5 separate regions of the Mus musculus genome follow, and all the other regions are linked to region 1. Evidence: chromatin contacts called from public Hi-C data. All regions are on one chromosome and are shown on one strand. The core of a region is the stretch at or near the end of the contact, and the rest is flanking DNA. Distances in the headings are between cores, read along the strand shown. Region 1 has its middle 250 kb from the start of Gm39256. Region 2 overlaps Gm39256 (a long non-coding RNA gene). Region 3 has its middle 76 kb from the start of Gm39256. Region 4 overlaps Wwox (WW domain-containing oxidoreductase). Region 5 has its middle 110 kb from the start of Gm39256.

The links. Hi-C and Micro-C count contacts between places; a contact is called where the count stands out from the background.
Region 2: a Hi-C map of Th2 cells shows a contact between it and region 1, with 1.9 times the contacts expected there. The contact joins two enhancer-like sites. A contact is called at or near these places in 4 of 484 Hi-C or Micro-C datasets (the MNK3 cell line, Th1 cells, Th2 cells and 1 more) and 2 of 115 datasets of contacts at active chromatin or transcription factors (bone marrow-derived macrophages and microglia).
Region 3: a Hi-C map of Th2 cells shows a contact between it and region 1, with 2.4 times the contacts expected there. The contact joins two enhancer-like sites. A contact is called at or near these places in 4 of 484 Hi-C or Micro-C datasets (Th2 cells, monocyte-dendritic cell progenitors, nephron progenitors and 1 more).
Region 4: a Hi-C map of Th1 cells shows a contact between it and region 1, with 3 times the contacts expected there. The contact joins two enhancer-like sites. A contact is called at or near these places in 1 of 15 datasets of contacts at CTCF or cohesin (CD8 T cells), 9 of 484 Hi-C or Micro-C datasets (B cells, CD8 T cells, Th1 cells and 5 more) and 5 of 115 datasets of contacts at active chromatin or transcription factors (CD8 T cells, bone marrow-derived macrophages, effector CD8 T cells and 2 more).
Region 5: a Hi-C map of bone marrow-derived macrophages shows a contact between it and region 1, with 33 read pairs. The contact joins two enhancer-like sites. A contact is called at or near these places in 4 of 484 Hi-C or Micro-C datasets (the MNK3 cell line, bone marrow-derived macrophages, embryonic fibroblasts and 1 more).

The regions. Positions count from the first base shown.
Region 1 is chr8:115,396,898-115,399,592 of GRCm38.p6, forward strand. No RefSeq gene overlaps it. Among named protein-coding and RNA genes, the nearest start is that of Gm39256, 250 kb to the right of the region's middle. Within about 2 kb of position 1,309, at least 79 of the 459 cell types and tissues checked have an H3K27ac peak or open chromatin away from gene starts, as enhancers often do. A contact at or near this core is called in CD8 T cells, the MNK3 cell line, Th1 cells and 7 more, where this site is marked.
Region 2 is chr8:115,617,263-115,619,957 of GRCm38.p6, forward strand. It overlaps Gm39256 (a long non-coding RNA gene), which reads right to left. Exons shown (of 2, transcript XR_879215.3): 2 at 1-2,695. Among named protein-coding and RNA genes, the nearest start is that of Gm39256, 26 kb to the right of the region's middle. Within about 2 kb of position 1,304, at least 65 of the 459 cell types and tissues checked have an H3K27ac peak or open chromatin away from gene starts, as enhancers often do. A contact at or near this core is called in the MNK3 cell line, Th1 cells, Th2 cells and 2 more, where this site is marked.
Region 3 is chr8:115,567,420-115,570,114 of GRCm38.p6, forward strand. No RefSeq gene overlaps it. Among named protein-coding and RNA genes, the nearest start is that of Gm39256, 76 kb to the right of the region's middle. Within about 2 kb of position 1,387, at least 14 of the 459 cell types and tissues checked have an H3K27ac peak or open chromatin away from gene starts, as enhancers often do. A contact at or near this core is called in Th2 cells, where this site is marked.
Region 4 is chr8:115,232,939-115,235,633 of GRCm38.p6, forward strand. The region is part of intron 8 of Wwox (WW domain-containing oxidoreductase); the gene reads left to right. Among named protein-coding and RNA genes, the nearest start is that of Gm39257, 270 kb to the left of the region's middle. Within about 2 kb of position 1,328, at least 74 of the 459 cell types and tissues checked have an H3K27ac peak or open chromatin away from gene starts, as enhancers often do. A contact at or near this core is called in CD8 T cells, Th1 cells, Th2 cells and 4 more, where this site is marked.
Region 5 is chr8:115,528,707-115,531,401 of GRCm38.p6, forward strand. No RefSeq gene overlaps it. Among named protein-coding and RNA genes, the nearest start is that of Gm39256, 110 kb to the right of the region's middle. Within about 2 kb of position 1,310, at least 38 of the 459 cell types and tissues checked have an H3K27ac peak or open chromatin away from gene starts, as enhancers often do. A contact at or near this core is called in bone marrow-derived macrophages, where this site is marked.

The DNA.
Region 1 (2,695 bases), core at 59-2,558:
CTTTCCTCTCATTGTGGAGCCTGTCACAATTTTGGATTCTTAGTCTCAAGTGCCCACAGTAACTGATCACTGCCCTAGTTGTCCAGGTGCTTGCCTGTATCAGTACCAAATTAATGCTACTCAAATTAATTCCAACGGTGGTGCTACTCACCCCAGTGTTCTGGGTTCTGGAATGGAATCTGTGCACACACACACACACACACACACACACACAGCCTTTATATTTTGGTAAGCCTAAATAGCTCAATGATCGGGTCACTTTCTAACCTCCTTGTGGCTATTCTACCCCCTTTGATATCCCTGAGTTATTACTTACTAAAAATCTATATTTCATCTTTGCTGCCCTAGACCCAGACTAGTAGCCTTCTTGGGCCATGATCCCTTGGCTCCTACATGTCAGCTATACTCTCTGTCCTGCACTTCTTAGGCATGGTGTCTTGGTTCTCCTTCTCCCAGCTTGGTGGATCTCTCCCTCCCTTCCTCCTTCCTCTGTCCCTTGTCTGGGAATCCTAAAAGTCCCACCTCTGTCTTTCTGCCCAACCATTGCCCACTGACAACTTTATTTACCAATCAAAATCAACTGGGGGCAGGGTTTCCTCAGTGTCTTACGAGTGGATATGCTGACTCTTGTATACATTTTGGGGACCCAGATTAACATAATCCAAACAACATTGGACCAAACCTATAATACTTGCCTTACAGTGTAGAATCAGAACTCACAATGGGATAGGAGACAGGAGCAGGACTGGGCTTAGTCTGGTGATAGAATGAATGGCTTCTAACAGCAGTGGCCCAGTGATTCTTGGCACCTGAAGGAGTCGTGCCTCTTCCTTATCTTGTCCCCTATACTCAATCATTCGAACTTGATTTTGTTCTGTCCTACAGGTAGGTTCTTATGGCACGGAGCCCTTGTGAGGGACCCCTGGCAGTTCTCATGGAGAGCCTCTCTTCCTACCTGTTTCTCTTTCATCATAAGTGGCAATGAAACGGGAGGTGAGGGGGTGGGGCTGAAAACCCAGCTACCACCCCAAGTGAGCCAAAATCCTACTTTGTCTACCAGTCTCCTTGTCTTTTGTTCTCCCCCTCCTCAATCTAAGAGCAAGTTGTGATGAAATGACAACCCGAGGTTCCCCCATGTAGAAATAAGGTCATGGGGTGGGGGGTGGGGGAGAGAATATGGCCATTTTGAAACCCCAGTGAACTTCGGGGGCTAGAATGGAATGAGACTCACTCTAGATTTGCCTCATCTTCCTTCTCTGTGGCCTGTGACTTGAAGGCTGGGGGCTGTCCCTGCCTCTCAGACTTCCTCTCATGCAAATTGCCCCTGTAGGGTGTGGGGCAGCCACATAAGAAGGGAAGTGGAGGGATGTGACCACCTCAGACCTCCAGGGACCTAGTTTCTATTTTGTAAGGCAACCTCTGAAGAAATTCTGCCCGAGCTGATGCCTGTGCCAAGGGCTTGCTGGGTTCTAGTACCATCTTAAATCCAGAAACGAAACTTGAGAGATACGCCCAACCTCACCAATTTTCTCAAGTGGAGAGCAAATGCACTGCTCCAAGGGGCTCGTGGATGCCTACAACCCACCATGTCTCTCCAGTATTGTAAACTCAATGGAGACTCAAAACCACAGAAATATGGAGACCAGGGGATGACTGAGCAGTCAGGATAGAAAGGCTTGAGGAAGCCCTTGGAAAGAAGGACTCTTCCTGAGCCAGGTCACACTGTGTGCCCTTGAGGGCTCCCAGGAACTTTTTCTTGTGTTGATTGGCGTTAGAAAGAAAGGGTGTGTAACATAGTTCTTGAAAGCAAGGAGGATCAGGGGAGGCCTTCTAGCCAGGATATCTGCTCAGGACAGAGAAGAAAGTACAGGATAGAACAAGAACAGAAGAGAGATACATACGTATTCTGATTCCTACAGCCTTGGGGGGGGCAACCAGTACCTATGTTGGGGTCTTAGTTTCCTTTTCTAAAAGGAAGGGGGCTGGGAATTTAGCATCACTCCTGCCAGTCTTTTGTAGACCAGCCCCGGAGGGAAGGGTTTTACTACAGGCCTTCCATTGCATCAGGTGGGCGTTGGCTTCCTCTGGGCATAATTCTAAATTTACGTGCAGGAGCTCCATAGCTCAACCAGCTCTCAAGAACCAATGTATTCGTGATGGAGAAAAGAGAAACAGGAAAAGAGTTCTCGGTGGCTTGGAAGGCGACCTTCTGCTATTCATTAGTGACCCCAAAGAGTATGACTTGGAAGGTTCCAGATCAGTCCCACCCCTATCAGCTCCCTACACACATGCATACACACACACACACACACACACACACACACACACACACACACACATACTGGGATGGGAGCTAGGCAGTGAAGGGAAAATCCTATCAGAGCCCCAGGTGCTTGCTTTTCCACTTAGAAATATGGGAGTAGAGACGTCAGAAGACCAATAGTCTCAACAGCAACTGTCCCATGACATTTCTACGATACCATCCCGCAGGCACATAAATACCTTTAAATCTCAGAGTTTGTAAGCAAGCTGCTCTGATGCAACAGAAGTGTCCAGTCACTCTGTACATGTCAGCCAACCATCCCCTGAGCTGTAAAATATGAAAATTAACTTGTCTTCGCCTCCCAGGTTTTTTGCTCTCACTAACTAGGTAGATGTCAGCAGTGGTCACAGCCTGAATAACTATAGCATTAAA
Region 2 (2,695 bases), core at 54-2,553, 220 kb after region 1:
GTTTTGAGCCCTGGGTTTTTAAACACTGTAGTCCTAGCTACAAAAGAGCCAAATCTCTCCCATTCCATGGGTTTCGGTGAAGGTTTTGTTTTAGACACAGTCTGTAGCTTTTATTTGAGAGGTGGTTGGCTTAGACCTATGCAGCTCTGGCTGGGTTCCAACTTGTGAGAAACCTCCTGCCTCAGCCTTCCAGGTGCTGGGACGACAGGCCTGAGCCACTACTCCTATTGGGTGAGTGTGCTTTTGTCAGAACCTTGCCTACTCTTGCCAGGAGAAACCGCTTAGCAATAAGGTCTGCACCCAGAATTTATAGAAAGAATGGAAGAAAGGAGATGTGAAAACATTCCAGGCAGATGGGCCAGGGAGTGCTGATGTAGAAGGAGGGACCAGGGGTCTGGCCCCTGCATTGATGCACGTCAGGTGGAGCCATTACCAGGGAGGGCTCTAGAAGTAGATTAGCAAGACCTCTCTGCCACTTGCCAGTTGTGCAAGCTTAGGAAAGCTGCTAGACCTTCCAGTGCCGCAGTTTCTTTGTCTGAAAAGTGGGTACAGCACCTGTGTTCATGTTTTAGGTTGACTCTGAGTTCAGCACATGCAAAATCCCCCTGCCCCTGTGCTATGGCCTGTGACTCAATCAATATAAGTTATTGGTACTGAAAATACCCTTTGTTTCCCTAGGGATATGCATATTTGGAAAATGATGCCATGATATTCCTTCCAGGCTTTAATGGGGTTCACCAACTGGTTCCTGGTGATGGCTATTGAATGTCACCACTATCTTTTCGGCAGCCTCTACTTTCATTTGTGGTGAAGCCACATAGAGGGTGCTCTGGTTTACAGAGTTCCAGAATGGGACGTGTCTCACGTGTGCACCCTGTCTCTGAAAGACTGCTGACCAAAGAGATACTGTAAAGGCACACACTCAATTCTGCTGCCAGAACCACAAGGCAAAAACACACAACAGGTGACAGGGCATCCTGGCGTGTGAGCTGACTCTCACAGAGCTCAGAGGACTCTTGAGTTTGTGAGTTCTCCAGTACTTTCTTGACATGTTTTTATTTTGTTTTGTTTTGTTTTGTTTTGTTTTTCCCCTGAACACAAGGACACACACTTGTCCTGAGTCCTGGAAAAGAGTAGCTCTTGCACATTGGTGTGACACATATACACACTAATGCCCATGTGTGTGTGTGTGTGTGTGTGTGTGTGTGTCCGTGTGCATGTGTACGTGCGCATGTGTATGTACAGATCAGGAGGAGCCACAAACTGGCCCACCCACCGATGACACAGCCAAGCCTGAAGCCGCAGCTGGGGGAGAACGGAAGCGGTAGACGCTGACTCATGAGAATCTCCTTGCACACCAAACAGGCAATGATTTCGCTCTGCCTTCCTTAGGTGTCTTTTGCAGATGATGTATGAATCACCTTATTTACCTTCTCCTTCCCAACCTCCTGCTTTATTATTTTTAATAATGCCATGCCAGCTCCGAGGAGGAGTTTCCTTTGCAAAAAGAAAAAAAAAAAAAAGAAAGAAAAAAAAAGTGGGGAAGGGAAGAAAATCAGCCTCTAACTCTCCATCCTCATTACTTCGCAAACATGCTCTTTCTACAGTCCTGTGTGAGAGAGGGGGGACACAAGATGAGTTGGTTCTAGGCAAGCCTCAAATCCGAATATAAACAGTAATAAATTCAGGTCTTGATTCTAGGGGGGAAGCCATAAAGTTTTCATCGTCTTTAATGAGAATAAAAATGCCGTTGCGTGAACACTTTTTAATTTTAAAATAAAGAAGACTAGAGTGCATGGAGAGGCAGGATAGCTTAAGTGTGCTTGTGCTGGGCTCCCAAAAGCACAGTCCTGGTTCTGCACTGGCTGCATGAGTGCATGCATGTATGTGTGGGTGCACATGCCTGTGTGTGGGTGTGGGCATGCTAGTGCAAATCTGCCCTCGCCACTTGTTTATATCCAGTGCTTGGCATTCTCTCAGCTGCAGAGTCCACACTGTCCCTGTGTGACACCTGTGCTTCAGCTTCCAGATGACGAAACAAGGATGCAGAGATTTCCGAGGTACCTGTGGTTGTACAGTTCCCTTAAGAGCCTACGCTGCAACCTGGTCCTCCTTGCCTCAAGCTCCCGAGCATATGTTCCAAAAACCCTTCTAGGTTTTTATCCAGAAATATTGCCTTGATTAGATGTGGCAAGAAAGCCGCAGACTGACACACCTCACGGCTCCATCCGTCATATATAAAATAAAGCATCTTAGGGGACTGAGATGTCATCTCTCTAGCCTGTCACCAAACACAGAGATCTTTTCTCCAGATTTCCCTGCTTTGGACTCTCAGGATTATTACCTGTGACAGGGACCTCATTGCCTATCGAGGAAGCCTCTTCCAGGCTCCCACAGCTTGCTCAATCAGAGTGTCTGTTTTCACCATGGGAAACAGGCCTCCTCATCTCCTGTTGGATCTTTCCTTCAGTACAGATTTCCCTAGCCTTGTGGACTGGCTACCTCTTTGAACAGACCATTTTCCAACCCTGAGCTGTTTCTTCCACAAGCCAGCCAGCTGGGCTTCCAGAACACCTGCACATGTGGCCATCACCTGCTGATCTCAGGCTGGAGAAAGCTTTGCTTACTTGAACGTGACTTTGGCGTGTGAGGGATATGTTCCTCAGCCCACAGTATCTTGGGCTTACTGTGTTAG
Region 3 (2,695 bases), core at 137-2,636, 170 kb after region 1:
ATTATAGCTTCTTTTTTTTTTTTCCATTTTTTATTAGGCATTTAACTCATTTACATTTCCAATGCTATACCAAAAGTCCCCCATATCCACCCACCCCCACTCCCCTGCCCACCCACTCCCCCTTTTTGGCCCTGGTATTCCCCTGTACTGGGGCATATAAAGTTTGCAAGTCCAATGGGCCTCTCTTTCCAGTGATGGCCGACTAGGCCATCTTTTGATATATATGCAGCTAGAGTCAAGAGCTCCGGGGTACTGGTTAGCTCATAATGTTGTTCCACCTATAGGGTTGCAGATCCCTTTAGCTCCTTGGCTACTTTCTCTAGCTCCTCCATTGGGAGCCCTATGATCCATCCATTAGCTGACTGTGAGCATCCACTTCTGTGTTTGCTGGGCCCCGGCATAGTCTCACAAGAGACAGCTACATCTGCGTCCTTTCAATAAAATCTTGCTAGTGTATGCAATGGTGTCAGCGTTTGGATGCTGATTATGGGGTGGATCCCTGGCTATGGCAGTCTCTACATGGTCCATCCTTTCATCTCAGCTCCAAACTCCGTCTCTGTAACTCCTTCCATGGGTGTTTTGTTCCCAAATCTAAGGAGGGGCATAGTGTCCACACTTCAGTCTTCATTCTCCTTGAGTTTCATGTGTTTAGCAAATTATATCTTATATCTTGGGTATCCTAGGTTTGGGGCTAATATCCACTTATCAGTGAATACATATTGTGTGAGTTTCTTTGTGAATGTGTTACCTCACTCAGGATGATGCCCTCCAGGAAAATGTGTCTCTTTATTATCATTTACTTAGGGAAAGCCATGTGCTCGGGACCTGGAACGAGACTGGGCATCCTGACCTGGAGACAAAGCTCTTTCACAAATATGCACATTATCTGTTTGCTTAGATTAAGAGGGTATCTGCATCAATGTCAGGCCCTGAGCTAGGCATTATGGGAAAAGAGAAGGTGATGTATGTGGCCCTTTTAATAAACACTTATAAGCACCTTCTGTATACCAGCACAGGTACTTCCTATCTACAGGAGGCCACACAGAGAATCTTTCATGCGACAAGAGAGGAGATGGTATTTTACACAAGTACCCAAGGCAGTTCTTCCCAAACCACTCCCCTTCTCTTTACTCATGTCCCTGTCAGCTAAATCTTCAAAAGAGGAAGTCATGACCTTACCTTCCTAGAAGCATCGCAGGCCGGGGGCCTAAACTCCTTCGTGTTATTTTGTGGTTTAAGCTTTAATTCTGAATCATAACTGCAGCTAGTTATTGAAAAAATGCAAATAGCTTCCATGTTGGGGATTAAAATGAAACGTTCTCCTCTGAGTCAGCAAAACGCTTGAAGCGTGTGCATGTAAAAAAACATCTTCTTCGGAGCAATAGTAAAATATGCTCATTGAAGACAAGACATCAGACAGCCCAGGAAGAAAGCTAGCAAGAAGTCAGCATAGCTCTTTTCCTGGAGACTTCGGGCCATCTTCCAGAGTTAGATCCTTGCTGTCCTAATTTACAGCCACACCCACTGATACTGAAATGCCCCAAAATCCTGTAACTGTGCCCTCAAGCCAGGAAAGAGTATACTAATATTTAGAGGCATCTTGTTGTATTTAGGTCCCTTGCTGGACTTCAAGGAAAGGCCGAGCCCTGTCCTTGACCTATCTGTGCAAGTCAAGTTTAACTAGGACAAAGTGACCCCATCTTATTAAGCATGATCTGCGAAAACTTGAATACTTTTTGTGACCCATGGCAGAATACACTTATCTTTTGGTTCCTCATGCTCAGAGGCAACCGACTATGGGTCAGTAATATTAGGGGGGATGTATCTGAGCTAAACATGTATATATTTGTTTCTCTTATCACAAGTTCCTTAATAATATCATGCGATAGTGATTTTTTAAGGCATTTAGCTAGATGTGGTGGTCGCTCCTGGGAGCACAGTACTGAACTGGTGGAGCAAGGAGGATCAGAAGGTCAAGGCCATTTTTAGTTTGAGGCCGGCCTAGACTACATCAGGCTTGTCTCAAAACAGTCAAAATAAATAATAAAAAATTATATTGTGTTGGGTATTATAAATCACGTAGAGATGATTAAAATATCTAATGGCATGCATGTGGGTTATCTGTAAACAGTACCTTGCTTTATATAAGGGACGGGAACAACTGTGGATTTGGTTATCTGGAAGGAGTCTTGAGGTTAAACCCTTTCGTGTAACCCAAGTCCTAATAAAGAACACATGGCCTCAGAGTCTTAGAATATTTACTAGCTGTCCACATCAGAAAGTGTCAGATGGGTGTTAACCAGCCATCAGGTCCAAGCCTGAGCTGCTCTGAGTCTCTCTTCATGCCTCGCCGTGTCATCCAGACCTTCAATGTGGATGGAAACACGACATTGGAGTTTTGACTCCATGACATTGGAGTTTTGACTATACATGTGATACAGGGAAGCCCATACTGACACAAATCAAGTGAACTATTACCAGAAGTTCAGATGATTTATAACCGTAAGCTCTGCCACTGATGGGCAAATACAATGCTTTAACAGCAATTCCAAAACAGCTTCACGAGATGGCACTCAAGAGGACTTTTCTGCAATAGCATCTCCCCCATGACCATCTTGGTATCCATAAACACAAGCGTGCATTTGTATATGCATATATCTAACTTTGAGACTCATGCCAGACAGTGTTTGCTGGT
Region 4 (2,695 bases), core at 78-2,577, 160 kb before region 1:
ACATTCAAAGAGAATTCACCACAATCCCCCCAATGAACAGTGACAGCAATGAAGGCCCATGAGGCTCCCTTTTAAAGCTGAATGGGCACACAGTTTACCTTCCCCCTTCAAAGGAGACCCTGTGTTGTGTAGCTTTTCAGTTTACTTTTCTTCCTAATGCTAAACTTGGGGAGCGAGCATGATGAACTCAACATATCCTGAACATAACCACTATCAGCCAGGGGATCAAGTCCAATTAGCTTGGCACCCCCATACCCTTCTAAAATTCAATGTACAAGGTGCACACAAAAATCGCGTTTTCAGGAAGTCATCTGGAAGGTGAAGACAGGAGATGTCTCTGTCATGTTCTAGCTGCCTAGCAGACTTATTAACCTTAAATTGTTTTATTTCTAACAACATGTATGCCTATGGGAGATAGGCACGTGTGCACAGGTGTTCTCAGAGGCCAGAGACAATGGAACTCCCGGAGCTGGAGTTACAGGTGGTTGTGAGCTGCCTGCAGTGGCTGCTGGGAGCCGAACTCAGGTCCTCTGCAAGAGCAGTGTGCACTTTTAACTTCTGAGCCAGCCATCTCTCTAGCTTCTGACCCTTTCCCTATCTGTAGAGTATGCCTTGTAAGCATGGAGACCTGCATTTGATCTCAGGACCCATGCTTTTAAAAAAAATGCCAGGGATGGTGACAGATGCTTATGGTCCCAAGTTGAGGAGGTGGAGGCCAATGGATCCTTGGAGCTTGTGGGTTAGCATAGAAGAATTGAAGAGCCCCAGGACTCAGTGAGAGACCCAGCCTCAAAACAAAGCCCCCACTCCCACCCCCAACAAAATAAACTCCCAAACAGCATGAATATATGAGTGCCTAAAGAATGACATTGGAAGTTCACACACACGCAAGGTAGGGCACACAAGCACACTCACTCGATGGTAGGACTCCACCTTTCTATACTCAAACTAGGGGTTGCCTCTGGCTAGGATCTTTGAATTGTCGCACTAGCTCAGTATTTTTCCGGTCTCTCAAGCTTCCAGGAAGAGTGAACCCATTATCCATTTTAGTCTGGAGGACCCTGAGAAACTTCACAGAAAAAGCATGTTTTCCCCTGGAAGGCTGTTTTGAGAAGGGCACCATCGTGCACTCACTGGATGGCCCCTGTTGACATGCCGACTCTGGGGGTGGTTCAGCAGGGGATCTGGGTGCCTGAGAAAAGGAGTGAAGAAATTTTTAAAAAAAGTAAGAAACCAACCGAGAAAACCCAAGAGAAACCGAAAGACTGCACGCTGGAACAAAAGGGAGGGGGCAGCCAGCCTCAGGACCTGGGCGGTTAAGGAACTGGCTTCGACAGGAAGTGGGCAGGAGGCTGTTTTCAGTACACTCATGGGAACTGAGCTGGAAAGTGCTGTGGTGAGGGTCTGTGGAAAAAGAGGGCTCTAATCAAGCTATAAATATCTGTTGCTTTGAAGTTTTATGACCAACAATTAATGTTACTGGAAGGCACATCAAGAGCTATTTCTTAACTTGGTGGGTCTGAGTGGGCCAGGGTCAGGGTATGAGTCTAGCCTCATGGGAGGCTGTCCTTACACATTCCTCCCTCTCTCTCTCTCTCTCTCTCTCTCTCTCTCTCTCTCTCTCTGCTATAAAATAGTACACAGGTGTCTAGAGGCATACACCACAGTTCATGGTCATCTAGCCCAACCATCCATCCATCCATCCATCATCCATCCATCCATCCATCCATCCATCCATCCATCTATCATCCATCCATCCACCCACCCATCCCTTCGATCATTAATATGTGTTTATTCAAGATCATATTCAGTAAGGAACAGCTAGACAAAACCCTTGAGGCAGGGTGGAGGTTTGGGGAATGCACTTTCTTTTAGTTGGGAAAGGAGAAAACAAATAAAAAAATCATGTCTGGGAATGAGAAGTGCTCTCAACCATTCAGAAGTCTGTGCTAAAAACTAGAAGCTCACTCTAGAGGCTGTGCGAAGGAACCTTTTCTGTGGGAAGTTGCTGCAAACAGAGGCAGAGGCAGAGTATAGTGGAGCAGGGAGCCACCAAGTACCAAAGTTCTGGGGCGTGTGCATCAGTGGACCTCAGGATTCAGGAGTCCTGGCCACTGCTTGCTCTGAAAGTCTTGAACGGGCTGTGGATTGTTCCCAGTTATACACTAAGAGCTCCCTAAGGTCTTATTTGGTTGTGCCAAATGTCAGCTTATCATTTCTGTAATATGCTGCCCTCGAACTTGAATTTTCTCCCACTATAACAAAACAATGGCAGAACTCGTCGAATCCCATTCAACCCCTCATCTCCTGCTTTCAGGCACACACTGATTTGTACGCTCACTGTGGCCTCAGTAGTAGGCTTCTGTCTGGAATCACATTTGTGCTCTTCCATAGGTTCAGGAGCACAGTTCTTTGTTCCCCACTGTAGGTCTATCTTCATGAGGGAAGACATCAGGAGTTGTGGGAATCTAGGATCTTGGCTTCTGGAACCTGAGATGACCCGGCAAAAGGTCATAGCACAATCTGGAAATGTTTGACCTTTGCAAAGGAGTACCTGAAAGGTACCTTCTAGTGCCTGACTCAGTGGTGCCCACCTAAGAATGCTCTTACTCATTTGATAGAGCAGCTCACTGAAAATCTCGGATAGAACAACGTCTGTTTTTCAGTGTGGACGTCTCCACTTGTGGGATAGCAT
Region 5 (2,695 bases), core at 60-2,559, 130 kb after region 1:
TGTGTCAAAGGAGGAGAGAACCCTATTCTTTTAGATGCCCCTAACAAAGGATTGGAGCCCAGTATGGAGAGACTTGTTCTCATCCAGAGCCAGGAGCAATAGACATTGAAAACCCTAGCACTTTGTCCAGGGTTCTCTATAAGAGCAGTAGCTGACCCTAAATTGAGGCATGGGGGCATAGAAAGATCACTGGCTCATGCCCCCCCCCCCCCAGTTGGATAAAAAGCACCTAACTTCTTAGATTGCTTAGCCCCTTTCTGGCATGTGCTAATATGCAAGGCTGGCACCAGGGAGGGTACCGTCTGGCAGGTCGATCCTTCATACGGAACATTAAGCCGAGGTCCTGCACAGTCTTGAACATTAACCATCCCCTGGTACCCATGAAGAAGAGCTACGGGTTTTATTAACCTCGGTGTCCTGGATGCGTTGTACGGTAGAAACACCATCATTAACCCACCTCCAGATGGGGGACGGGGACCTCTCTCCTAGCTCTGTTCCAAGAGACGAGGCCCTCTGAAATGCCTTCAATAATTTAAAGAAGCTACCTAAATGTGATCATAAAGTCTCTAACGTCACCTCAAGGATGGCAATTCATAAAGATTTTGTGAGAGTAAAAACCGCTTTGTTCTGTTAGGAGCCTTGGAAAGTTTGTGTGAATGCGTGTGTGTGAGTGTGAGTGTGTGTGTGAGTGTGTGTGTGTGTGTGTGTGTGTATGTGTGTGTGTGTGTGTGTGTCAGGTGGGGATATGATCTTGTCACTGTGCTTCTGCTACTGGGATTTCTGTAGTATCCTGGTTTAATTATTCCGAATATCACGGCCACAGCACGACCCATTAACAACTGCTCAGCCTGCTCCAGGAAGTCCCTTTGGTCATCTTGGTAACATAGCCCATCACTCATTTTTCCCCATGTCAAAGATTATATTTTCTTACCTACTTACAGACACAGCTTCATTATAAAAATGTTACAAGCATAATAACACCCTGTAAGTCCTGACTCACTGGAATTTAAACTCAGATCGCACCGAGGCATTCTTGGGAGGAAGCGAGCTCCCAGCTTGTTTCAAGAATGCCTCAGCCATTCTCTGGCTCGTGGCCGCACCTGTCATTTGTAGTCTTTCTGTTGTGTTCCAACTTGAAGCCAAGGAACACGAAGAAGGTTAGGTCATGTCAAGGGTCCCATGAGGGAGGTCAAGGGTCATGGAGAAGAGGTCCTTGTCAGGCAGGGAGAGAGCTCACCCTGGTTTCCTGTGCGAGGAAGCCGGTGCCTCAGAGGAATGAGTGGGCGGACAGGCTCCCTCCCCTTTGTGCTTGAAGAGGATTTCCCGGAGAGTGGGTGGAATGAGAGAGTGTGGTGTGGAGACAGAGGCCAGGATTCACACCACATCCCTGACTTAAACGCTGTTAATAAGTCCTTAAGCCCCACGGTTTCTCTTCTATTCATCTGGAACCGGAACTGAAAGTAAAGGATACATCACAAACTGCTCTCTTCCCTCTCCTCCTCTCTCTCACTTTGGCTTTCTTTATTCTTTTCTCCCGAGCTTCCTGTTTCCTACCTTCTTCCTTCCCTACAGCTCCTTCTTTCCCTTTCCCTTCCTCCCACTCCCCCTCTCTCTCCCCTTTCCTCTCTCCACCATCTCCTTCCTCAAACACCCTACTTACCACCATGTGCCTGAAACTTAACTCTGAGCTATAGATACAGGCTGGAATGGTCATTTACTCTCCAAACCCAAAGGCTTCCTGCCATCCCCTGTCCAAAAGACCAGGTAAAATGTTATCTTAAAAACACTTTGCAGGTTAGAAAGATTGCAGGAATGTGCATATTATATTGTAATTGTGGAATTATGCATACTGTATGCTCTGAGGGGGTTGGTGTAGGTAGGGGGAGAAGTTTTGCCCATAGACTAGAAAGTTCAAATTGTGCTAGCCTCCACCTGCCAGGAAGGTGGCACCCCCAGGGCTACCACTTAAACCCCAGTGTGAGTGTGTCCCTGGAACTTGTAGTGACAACATTAAAGAGACTGGACCACTGGGTCCCCACTCTCATCTTGGAAACAATTTCCTTTCATGTGTGTTCTACATTCCCTCAAGTATAGATTCACTTCAGCGAGAGACATTTGTAATCTCCTGATCTTGAGATTCAGTAAACACAGTTGAGCTCAATAAGTGAGCTAAACATTGCAAGAAATGGACCTAGCTGTTTTCTTTTTCTCTCTTTCTTTTTGTCCCAATGCTCCCCCCCCCCCCCCACACACCTTAAGAAACACATCTCTTGAATCACTCTACACTCATCCTGCCCACCTAGACCATCTTCAATTAAAGGCCTGAGACACCTTCCAAGACTGCCAGGTACCTTTGAACCTCGTGGGGTCTGTGGGAGCTGAGCAAGCTCACCAGTTCTCTGACTCTGTTTTTCCCTGTGACAAGTACCCATGCTTTAAGGCAACAGCCATGGGCCTGCCTCTTCAGGCCCCACTCACCAGGAATGATTTGATTGGCACAGAACAACAATAACCCTCTCCAAATCCCAGCTCCCCTCGCCTTTAGCCACCAGCACCCCTGGAAATGGACATGGTAGAAACGGAGATGGGAGAATGGGCTTGGGGGCCAGCACAGCACTGCCTGGTGGAATTTTCCGCAATACCACAGCCACTCTCCACACAGGGCTGCTGCTTCTGAGAAGCCGTACTTTCAGAT